Regions from separate parts of the Anser cygnoides genome. Here region 2 is linked to region 1. The links are chromatin contacts, called in public Hi-C maps. All regions are on one chromosome and are shown on one strand. Each heading gives the region's core, a stretch centred on a gene start, on an enhancer-like site or on the middle of the called end of the contact. The rest is flanking DNA. Distances are from core to core; before and after follow the strand shown.

Region 1 (5,466 bases), core at 2,694-5,193:
ATGCTGTATTAAACTGCTGCTGCCACCACTAACCTGCAGAGGTAGCTAAGATGTCACAAGGTTACATCTCTACATACCTTTTTTGGATGATTTGCTGCAAATAAACATGGTATTACACTTTACTCCTTCCACATGACCTTGTACACCTATAGATCAAGACATATAGTGCAGAGAGGGAAGAGTTTACTCTGTTAAAAAACAGCACGTGGGTGATTTGGAGGCTGGTGTTAGTGGAAAAGTGGTAGGAAATCACAGAACCAAGAGGACTGGAAGAAATGTAAAACCTCAAGGCAGAAAATCAGTGTCTGCCATTTCCAACAGAAGTTGATATAACCTCTTGTTAAAGACAGGCAGTGACAGAAAATCCACAGCTTCCCAAGGGAATTTCTTTCAGCACTCTGCCATCCCTACTGTTCAAGTTTTTTTTTTTTTTCTTTTTTTCCTCAGTGTCAACACAAAACCTCCCCCACTGGAATTTAGTCCCTTCCTTCCTGTCGTATTTTGAATCTGGAGAACAAATTGTGTTCCCCTTTCTTTTAGTCTTTTCTGTATTTGAAAGCTGCTTTGTACTTGTGTTTTGGGGTTTCAGGCTAAAATGAAGTAATCTCAACTTTTCAAATTTTCTTCATCGTATAGCCTATTTTCAAGACCTCTTACAATTCTTGATGCTCCTGTAGCCTGCCTTCAGATGGTCCACACTCTTGTTGCAGTGCATTGTCCAGAACAGTACTTAAGAGGAAGCCTTGCAACTGCTGAGTAAAGCAGAAAGTTTACACATTTGATGGAATGTTCCAGAAAAGCCTGTGATTTTTTTTTTCATTACATGACATTAGTGATTCTCGTTTATCATTATTGCATTTGTTCATCCTGAATATTCTCCTAAGAATTTTCCAACATATCTCCTAGTTGCAAATAAGTTGAATTCCTCCAAATAAAGTTGTCCTCCAAAGTATTTGCAGGCATGCAAGTATCACCTGCAGCCTTTACTAAGTGCACTAGTATTCTAGCATCAGGTCATTTAGGTTAACAAAAATACTGAATACCTCCAGATGCTGCCCAAACGTCTGCAGTACCTCCATTATGACAGTGAATCCTTAAATAACTACTTTGTGTGTAAGGATTTCCAGGCAGCTTCCTACCCACTCACAGCAGTTTCATCTTGACCATGCATCTCTGATCTGCTTACGAGAATACCACGTGTAACAGTGCCAAAAAGCTTTGCTAAAATCAAGACACATAGCATACACTGCTTCTCTTCAGCCAAAAAGCCTGTTACCCTGTTGCAGAAGGAAAATAAATGGGTCTGACATTGCCTGCTCTTGACAAATCCCTACGCTGCCTCGCTACCTTCCAGGCTTGCACAAGCAGTTTGGTTGACACAGCACACCAACAGAAAAGGTCGAGCCAGGAGGAATTGAATGTCATTAGAAGAAGCCTAAATCATTAAGCAGACAGGTGATAAGCAGATTCAAAAAGGCACTCCAAGAGACAGTCAAGAGATGTTTACAGAAGCTGCATTTTGAGCACTGGGAGAGCTGGTAAAAGAAGCTTGCAAGAGCCAGTAGAGGAGACTGATGTAGAGTATCATGAATTATAAAAGGATGATTCAATACTCTTTGGGGGAATTAAGACATATGGCCTTCATTAAACATATTTTAGAAAACAGTGAGGGAAGTTTTTATATGTTGCAGGGTTTTTTCCTTTGGTTATGTGCGGGACTTTGTGTCTCTTTTTTTTAAACATTCTGGCTACTGCATTTATTTCTTTAAACATCAGACATAAAAAAAAAAAAACAACAAACAAACAGAGAAGAACATATTGATCCAAATGTGTCAGAAAACTGCAATCCCCAAGATGCTTTTAATTCCCCTCAGGAAGTGCCAAAGAAAGGCCAAATAAAACAGATGTATTTTAACAATTTTAACAACAACAAAAAAACATAACTTTTTTTTTTACTTTAATATAATCAATATCAAATATTTTATTTTATTTATTTTTTGATGAGATGAGGGTTCTCAACAGTTGCAAAAGCTCCAAGTTAGTTTTAGCTATGATGTTAGCCTAAGACTTTCCAGACCCACCCTCAGATGGCACCATATGTGCAGAAACTAGTGTTAAAATCCGTACTTGGTTAGTTTCATGGGATTTTTCTTTTATTTATACACTATATTTATTTTGCTAATGGCCTAAATTGAACTTTATGTAAATAAAAGGCACACCCTAAACTCCCTCTAAAACAATTATTTGTCATGAATTAAAATATATATATATTTCTGATAAAGTGCAAAGGAGCACAAGAACGTTCTTGTGCTAACTCTAAGCAACACAATTATTACAATCTCAGTAGAACTGAGAAACTAAGTCCTAGAATACATTAGACAAATCGTGCTTGAAAATATTTTTCTATTTGAAAAATTGCCGACTTTTGAAGTGCTTATCACCATCACAGAGAGGAGGTGGAATCAAATATTAATAAAATTCTTTCAGCACTACTGACGTACAGTTACACCTAAGCATGAAGTTTGGTTTCCAGATGTTGCCATGTGAGAGTCTAGATTCCACTGAGGGGATCTTTCCGTGGATTTAGGCCTGGATGTGTCCTAAACCCTGCACCCTCTGGAGAGCTCTTTTCCACCATGGGCAATGCCCAAGGCTTGCACCGAGGCTTTATTCCAAACTTCATACATGTATACACTTCCCTTAGAACCACACACGATAGAGGCCCCTTGGACTTTTTCCTTACAACAGGATGACTTTAGGTGGGGACACAAGTTGGGGATTATATAAGGCAAGTATAGTTTCAAATTAGCTCATTAGCTACCTCCTCGGCACAGGCAAAACATTTGGCCATGAAAGAAAAACAAAAACCTAATCTCTGCTCCCAATTGGCCACAAATTAAAGGATTAAAAAGAGGGAAATGTAAGTCAGAAGTGAAACCAATATAGTCTCTTTCTCCCTGCTGACTGCAGTAAACATACAGTTGGCTAGACATCCTGTTTTATTATAAGGATAATCTACTACTAACTTATGGAAACTGTTTTCTAGAACTCTAATTAGAAGCTATCCAGAAAATGAAAGCCCCGTTCTAGGGTTTTGATAGAATTTCAAGAAGAAACACGTGTCCATCATTAATACAATGTATTCTGGACATTAAGAAATAGCTTTTTGGATGATAAGGATGTGTGTAAAGAAAATATTTTAGTATTGGGAAGATACTAGTTTCCACATAAAACAAGAGGACTGCAGTGTTGACAAGATGCGTGAGGAACACCAGAACAGTTTCTGAATCTGGGGAGAAAAAGGTACATGCTTATGAAGATTTCTGGAATAGCACCGGTGGAGACAGTAGCGTTACAAAGTTCTTTTCAGACAAACAGGTTGTCTATATTGTCTGCTGGCTAAATGAGTGGCAAATACATTTAGAGATAAGGATTTAATTTTATGCTATGCCAAGTGCTTTCTCGGAGAGTAAGTCATGTCAAGTTTCTACGTCTTGGTTTCTTTATCTGAAACATGAATGTAAATGCACACCCAATTTTACAAAAGGGTTTTGCAGCACAAAATAATACAGCAAAGCAGAATGTTTCTTTTGCAAGGTAACACACAACATTGTCCAGTACGGGATATTTCTGTGATGCTCCCCTATGCTTTCACTCTGCTGCCCTCCGAGCTGTCAGCCAGTCCCAGCAGATCTGACAAAGAACAGCAGCCTCAGATAAACCAGGTTTCTCAACTGTTTCCTAAAGTCTGTGATGGAGTAGATGAAAGAGATCCAGTTATTGCGACCGCTAAGGTAAGGGGCAAGGAGAGCCCCTCGATAGCAGCAGTCCTGCTCCTGCCAGTGCCTCCCCGGCAGGTCTCTCTCTTGTCCTCTCTCCTCCACAGCGGCCTGAACTGGAATAACAATCAGCCTGATAGAGCTCGATAACCATCACCACTCCGAGGAAGGGAAAAAGGTGCAGAGGCACTGGAAATATTCTCTGCCATTTGAGAAAGGCTTCCTGTCAGTTGCTGGTCTCTGCAGAAGTGTATGTTTAAACACGCTACCTAGAAGGGTGCTATTTTTAGGTCGGTGGTGCACTTCAAAGCATTTCCTGTTCAGAAAGTCACACCAAAAGTAAAAGGAGAAAACGTAATGGCTCTTCTGCCCCCGAACGGCCCTTGCAGAGGCCATCCCAGTGCCGTTCCACGGCAGTTTCCAGAGAAACTGAACATTCAAGTGACTAATTACTTAAAAATACAACATTCCTCGGGGAGAAGAAGTCTTAAATAAACCTGCAAAATAGGTAACACAAGCACACAGCTAATTTTTACATATGGGAGGAAGAAGGGGGGGAGGGAAAAGGACACAGGAGGATGGAAGAATTTAGCACAAGAATCTGTGTTCTAGTCTTGTACTAAATAGTTCCAGCTTTGATCTAAATTTAGGCAATGAGCACTTCCTGTGGGAGACCGTCTTCCAAAGCCGAAGAGTTTTTGATGCTAAATATTTTCAGTGATTTTATAATTGGAGTAAAGTGGTTATTTGTTTAAAGGCCTGGCCTTCAGCTAGATAAATGCTTACATTATTTTATATTCCCCACCATTTCCTCTCCTACTCCATGTTGGATTTCTCTTGTTTATTCAGCTCCAGGTTTCACTGCATTTTAAGTAGGTTTAAAAACTCTATTTAAAACCAACAGGAACAACAAAAGCCCCTCTGTCATTATCCAGCAGCCTTACAAGGCAGCTGCGGAACTGGCTTCTCCTTGCCTCAACACTGGGGAAGCCCCAGCTCTCCAGCCCTCACCACTCCAGCGCGTCTCCTGCAGGGCTTCATGTTTTCCTTAACAGCTCTTGGCCCTTCCAGCACCTCCAGTCCCTTCTCTCCTGGGAGAAAACCTCGGTCTTCAGACTTTAAGAAAAGGCAATGCATCCACAGTCCATACTCCAGCCCCCTCAAATCCCTCCCTCGACCTCAGAAACACGAAGTCTAAAAATAAAAAATGAACAGACTATTCATTTTAAAAAGTTCGTAAAATTGGGGACCCAGTTTTCAAATGTTTGAGGTTGGCAATACTTGAAGAAACTGAAGCCTCTTTCTTTAAAGTTAGTCTTTACAGTTACCCGTTTACATTTAGGGTGAGACACAACCTGCCTGTCTTTGGTCACTAAAAAGTAAGGCAGCTCGTTTAAACCAGCTGTCCAGGCTACCAGTAGTAAATAGAAACGTCACTAGACAGCAGCTTACCTTCACTGTTTTAAATGCCTATCAGGAAAACATAATGCTGCCCCACCAAGTATTTATGTACTTTTTCACCAGCCATAAGAGAAGCTTGTAGGACTAGCTTAAACTAAATTGTAGATAGCTACTTTCCAGAGGGGATAATACCTGCCCATTATGAATGGGTTCACAGCTAAGCTATTTTTGGTCTACTCTACAGAGATCATGAGAGAGAAGATTGTAATTCTTTAAAAATTTTTAT
Region 2 (5,303 bases), core at 197-2,696, 74 kb after region 1:
ATGAAACCCATCTTCTTAATTAATTTTCCTTTCTACTCCATACATTAGGAACATTTTTCCCTATCAAGTTAGATTTCGGTTTTGCATCTCCAAAGCAGAACAAATCCAGAATACCTACCTGAAAATGGAATTTATTAGGTAGAAATCTGGCAATAATAGCCCCTATTTTCGGGTGGAATAGCTTCCATGCAAACAACAAATTCATCCAAGTCATTAACGCAACAGAGACACACATTGAAGAATTACGAATTACGCTACTACCTTTAAGATCAAGATTACTCATTGAATTTTTCGTTGAGGTCTGATGGGTAACTCCCAACAGACCCCAGGCTGTGCAGGAAGCACGGGGCAGCACTGATGTGCTCCAGCCTCCTCCGAGAGGTTGCTGCTTCAATGGCTCCGGGCAAATTTTGAGTGTGGCTCAAACATGGATATCTGCCCATTGGCATAAGAGGAAAATATACGGGTGGGATTTTTAAATGCCCAAGTTCTTTGTTTTTTTTTGGGGGGAGGGAGAGGTTTGGAAGGGTTATTAAAAATCTGTAGAAAAATTAGTCTACAATAAGGTTTGCTGCTTGGCATTTGAGAAGAGTAGGATTCGTTACACTGTATTTTAACAAACTAGAAAGTTTCAAAATCTTGTGTGACCAAATCAATCAAACTCATGTGGTAGCAGTCACTGAGCCATTTAAGTGCCTTAAAGCTTTCATCAGCAGCTCTTTGCTGCAGGTACAGGCATGGCTGAAGTGAATACATTTGTCTCCAAAAAGAAATGGAATTAAACCCAGCAGTCAATGTACAGTGCAAGCTTCAACATGAAGAAAAAAAAAATAAAAATGAAGGAGAAAAAGAAACACCTTTATTTTATCTGTATTTGAAATTTCTTCCTTCCTCCAAAAAGCATATTTCATTACCTTATTTATCTTATTACCATATGCTTGCAATTTCCACTCTCCGTAAAAGTCATCCTGGAAAACCAAAGGCAAATTTTTTGTGAACCACAGTTATAATAAAATAACCCCCTCCATGAAATGGTCTAAAAGCTTGGAGTGCTCTCGCTCCACCTCCCCACATCTGGCACACGCATCGGATTACAGGCCAGGAGGCAAATCGAAGAGACGGAAAGGAAGATAGTGGCTGCATCACAAATATAGAAGCGTGCCTTCTACAAGTCGGACTTTTTTTTCTGACTGCCGATGTGTTGAAGTGTGACAAATAAAACCAAACACGGGAGAAGCCTGCACACAGACAGGCAAACAACCCCCCACTTTGATCAGTTCCCTGAAAGGCACTGGGTTACACGAAATATGCTTGGATGACTTCATAACCAGTTCTCTGTGCCAAAAATGCAACCGGACTTCTGATTTTGTTAACTGACAAAGTTCACAGGAAAATGGCAATTGTTAGTCTCTAATTCACAAGACTCTTTTCACTTTATCTAATCTGTGATTTCATGGGCACAAAAGAAACCCAAACCTGCCAAATGGTCTAAATGCCTTATTTTTTTGTCAGATGAATAAACACAGTTTATCCATTGGTCTTCTTGCTGTTTAGGTTTTGTAAACTCAAAACTCGAACGAGAAAATGCCTGCATTGAGAACAACAGGAGAACTGAATGAGCTTATTGGTAGTGCTGTTTCCCAGATCTCTCTCTGAAGTCGCACTTCCTCATCCCTTCATCCCCAAGTCAGCAGCAGAATGACATAAAACTTTCACCACGTCTTTAAGGCTTAGCAATAAATACCCTGCAGTCTGAATTATCAAAATTATTCAGAACGGTCAAATGATTTTTTTGTTCAAAACCAACTTGGCACGGTAGTCAGGAAATTAAGCCAAACAAGAACGACAAAAGTTGAATTCTTTTTGCTAAGCTAATTGATGGCTGTACCAAAATGAAACATGCAACTGCATATGCAAAACTTTCAAAGACGCACTGTGTTACAGTTACAAAGCGACTTCCCCTCTGTGCCCGGTGTAATATGATCGTAATTGCTGTGAAAGGGCGAGAGACCGACTATATGTTAAATCCTGCCATCTGTAGGTGCTTTACACAGTTCCATTTGCTGCTGCCGGGTCAAAAGTTTACAGTATTTTCACTTGTTCATAACCAATCACAGGAGTCTTTGCTATGTGTAATCTTTGACCCACTCTCAAAGCAATTTTTGTATTATACAGTCATATGATTACACCGAAGAAAAAACAACCCACACGTTTTATTAAGAATACACCTCTTGTTGGTTAGCTTAATAATTATTATTATTATTTCCATATTCAGTAAGCATACTGTATAGATATTGTTCTTCCCCGTGAACTCCCTTGGAGCACAGCAACTGTACTGAATTTTCCCCGTAAAACACTCCGGCATTTCTGGCTATTTGCAATTCGGAACCACATGCAAAACATGGCCGGAAAGCATTTATTGTACCTGTAGTTTTAAAAGGAGGGCAAAGCAACTGCTCAGTTTGTCCTAATGGGGAGAAGAAGCTCTGTGGACATTTCAACTAATATTCACAGTGAAAACAAAATCTGTCTTTGAAAATTAAGATTTTCACAAGAGGATTCCCATCTATTTAACTTAAAAATTGAATATGCAAAAATAGATTGCATGAAGATATTTATGTTGGTGATATCATTATTAAAATATTTACATAAGTAGTCCCATGAGCAACAGAATTAATAAAGCCTCATCTCCCACAGATTTACAGCTCTTCGTTGGTTGACTTTGGTGTCTGGAACAGTGAAAGCTTTGAAAGAAACTTTTTCCACAGCTGGGACATCTATAAAAAAAATGTATTTACCCATTCCTAGGATTCATAGGCCACTAACAAGAGTATTTCATGCTATTTCCCTCTGTCAGGACACCTTTAGGTGCTCCCACCTATATTCAGCTACCTGTTTTCACAGAGCCTGTGGGTTCTGCATTTTGAGACCTCTACACTTTGCTGAAAGATTTGACCAAAATCACCAACAGGTTCAAGAGCTACTGAGGGAAGATGAAGGACCAACATGTGTGCATGTATACAAGTGCATGGTATGACCTTATGAGCCTTGTTTCCATAGGAAATGAGGCTAAAAATAAATATTTGACCTTATTATAATTTCACAGAAAGCTAATTTAGATGGCCCAAACCAGACAGCTGCTTATACTAACCAGCCTTTTATTGCCTAAAAGAAGCATCACAATATTTAAATGCACCTATGGTGGATTTTTCTAGACAGTTTTCAAAGGAAAACAGGCAAACAGACTGCATATATATTCTAGTAGGAGATAAATGTAAAGAGATACATTTTCAAGGACATTTATTTTACTGTAGTCTATGAATTGTGATAGATTTGTGATCCTTTAATTTTTTCTTGTAATTGAGTATTTATTCAAGTGCATTCTATCTCCAAGGACAAGTCAACACTCATGAATAGTTGCATAGCTGTCTCATGTTTAACTCTTACATGCTAAACCCTTCGTAAATGTAACAGAGAACAAGAGCAAGCCCTTTCCACCGAAAATATCAATTAAGTAATATATAACAGTGAATAATCAAATTAATAACATTAAATCATTTCTAAGTCCATTTCAGTCCATAAGCTAAAATATGTTCACAAAGTTCAAATTGTTATGTAATCACAATCATTTACTTAAAATAAAACAAAACCAAACCAAACAAACAAAAGAATAAAAATTACCCCTATAAATAAACCAAAATAGAATGTAAGGCCAAAATGGTCTATCTTACCTCTTGTATAGCAAAGACCACAGGATTTTGCTTAGCAACTCCTAAAGCAAGGCTGATATGCTGGCATCCGTCAGCTAATTTTACTGCTTTTGTGCTTTGTTACCAACAATCTACTCAATTCAGAAATGACCACGTCTGGACATACACATAGAATCAAAAGCAAAACGCACAAAGTATGTGCTTCTAAATCAGTGTCTGCACTTGGAGATTCTTACATGGCTCTGTTCTGCAAATACACTCAGAAAAGTTGCTCGATTCTCAACAATCATCATTCCTGTCTAAAATCTTTAACTTCTAGACACAGTAGATCTTTGATCTATTTGTGCACTTAATACTTGAATAAATCCCCATGTCCTTAAAAATTTGCTGATTTTTTTTCTGACATTTTTTGTCCCTTATTAACAAGAATGACAGAATATTAATTTAAAATTTTTAAAATTTTAAAGTTTCACTACTTCTACTGAACTCTGTAATTTTTCTTACTGTAGGAAGATGAAAGAACTCTATCTAAAACAGAAAAGAGAATTGAAAGAAAAAAGGAAAGCTCTTACGACCAAAAGTTGGGAGAAGCCCTGAGAACACCACTTAATTACTGAAGAGAAGAACCAAAACATTGCAGTAACAAATATACAAGAATATTGCTAGGTAGGAGTCTCACCAGAGTAAAAATACACAAGATCTGAACCCAAGTAGTTACACATCCTTTCAAGAGGGACATCTCTTCACTGTAAAATACTATCCATCAAGTTATATACTATTTTCATAAGCTGAGTATTCTCAGTCAACCGCTGACAATGTTTCTCTGTTCAACAGGACACAGAAAAACCTACTGGGACTGTTGTATTTCTCCCAGATCCCCCCCCCCCCCCCAAAAAAAAAAAAAAATACAATAAAAATCAACATTTTAAAGCAATGAAACAGAGATACCCAACTGGAAAAATAATGGCAGATGTTATTTTATATAAAAATAAGAAATTGTAAAATAATCAACACTAGATTACATTAGATATAATCTATTAGATACTATACAAACACATATGTGATTTATTTTATATAGTATATACCTAAATATGAAAGAATAAATAAAATGTGCACACGTACACATATAGCACTCAGTCATATGCTAACAGGGTTGGTGTCACCTATGACCCAGGCTAGGAACAAGCAAATAGTCTTTCATCCAGGAGCAAGAATCTGAGAACAGCAAGATAGCTGATGTTTAGAGGAAATCCACTCAACTTATCAGCAGAATGGGCAAAGAACAGTGGGAAAACCCTGGTACAAAGAAAGCCAGATGACAGAACTAATTACTAAGAACAGAAACGTGAAGGCTGAAGGTACCCAAAGGTACATACATGTCTGAACAAAGGGCGATTTTTCACCCTGGCAGAAAAGTCTGATCAGGAGCAGAGCTCAAACAACTGCAACAGAAGACAAGAGCGAAGGAGAGAAGCTGGTAAGCCAAGAAATCTGAGTTGGACCCCAAGACGATCCAGTAGCATGGAAATGCTGTGTAGCCATTTGCCATTTCATCTAAGTTTGCACATCATTTCTAATTTTTCTACAATTAAA

The links. A called contact is a pair of places that touch in the nucleus more often than the background predicts.
Region 2: a contact with region 1 is called in a Hi-C map of liver, with 3 times the contacts expected there. The contact joins two enhancer-like sites. A contact is called at or near these places in 2 of 7 Hi-C or Micro-C datasets (both in liver).

The regions. Positions count from the first base shown.
Region 1 is chr2:128,651,953-128,657,418 of Taihu_goose_T2T_genome, forward strand. The region is part of intron 12 of NCOA2 (nuclear receptor coactivator 2); the gene reads right to left. Among named protein-coding and RNA genes, the nearest start is that of PRDM14, 46 kb to the left of the region's middle. Within about 2 kb of position 3,944, at least 1 of the 3 cell types and tissues checked has open chromatin away from gene starts, as enhancers often do. A contact at or near this core is called in liver, where this site is marked.
Region 2 is chr2:128,728,320-128,733,622 of Taihu_goose_T2T_genome, forward strand. The region is part of intron 3 of NCOA2 (nuclear receptor coactivator 2); the gene reads right to left. Among named protein-coding and RNA genes, the nearest start is that of NCOA2, 88 kb to the right of the region's middle. Within about 2 kb of position 1,447, at least 1 of the 3 cell types and tissues checked has open chromatin away from gene starts, as enhancers often do. A contact at or near this core is called in liver, where this site is marked.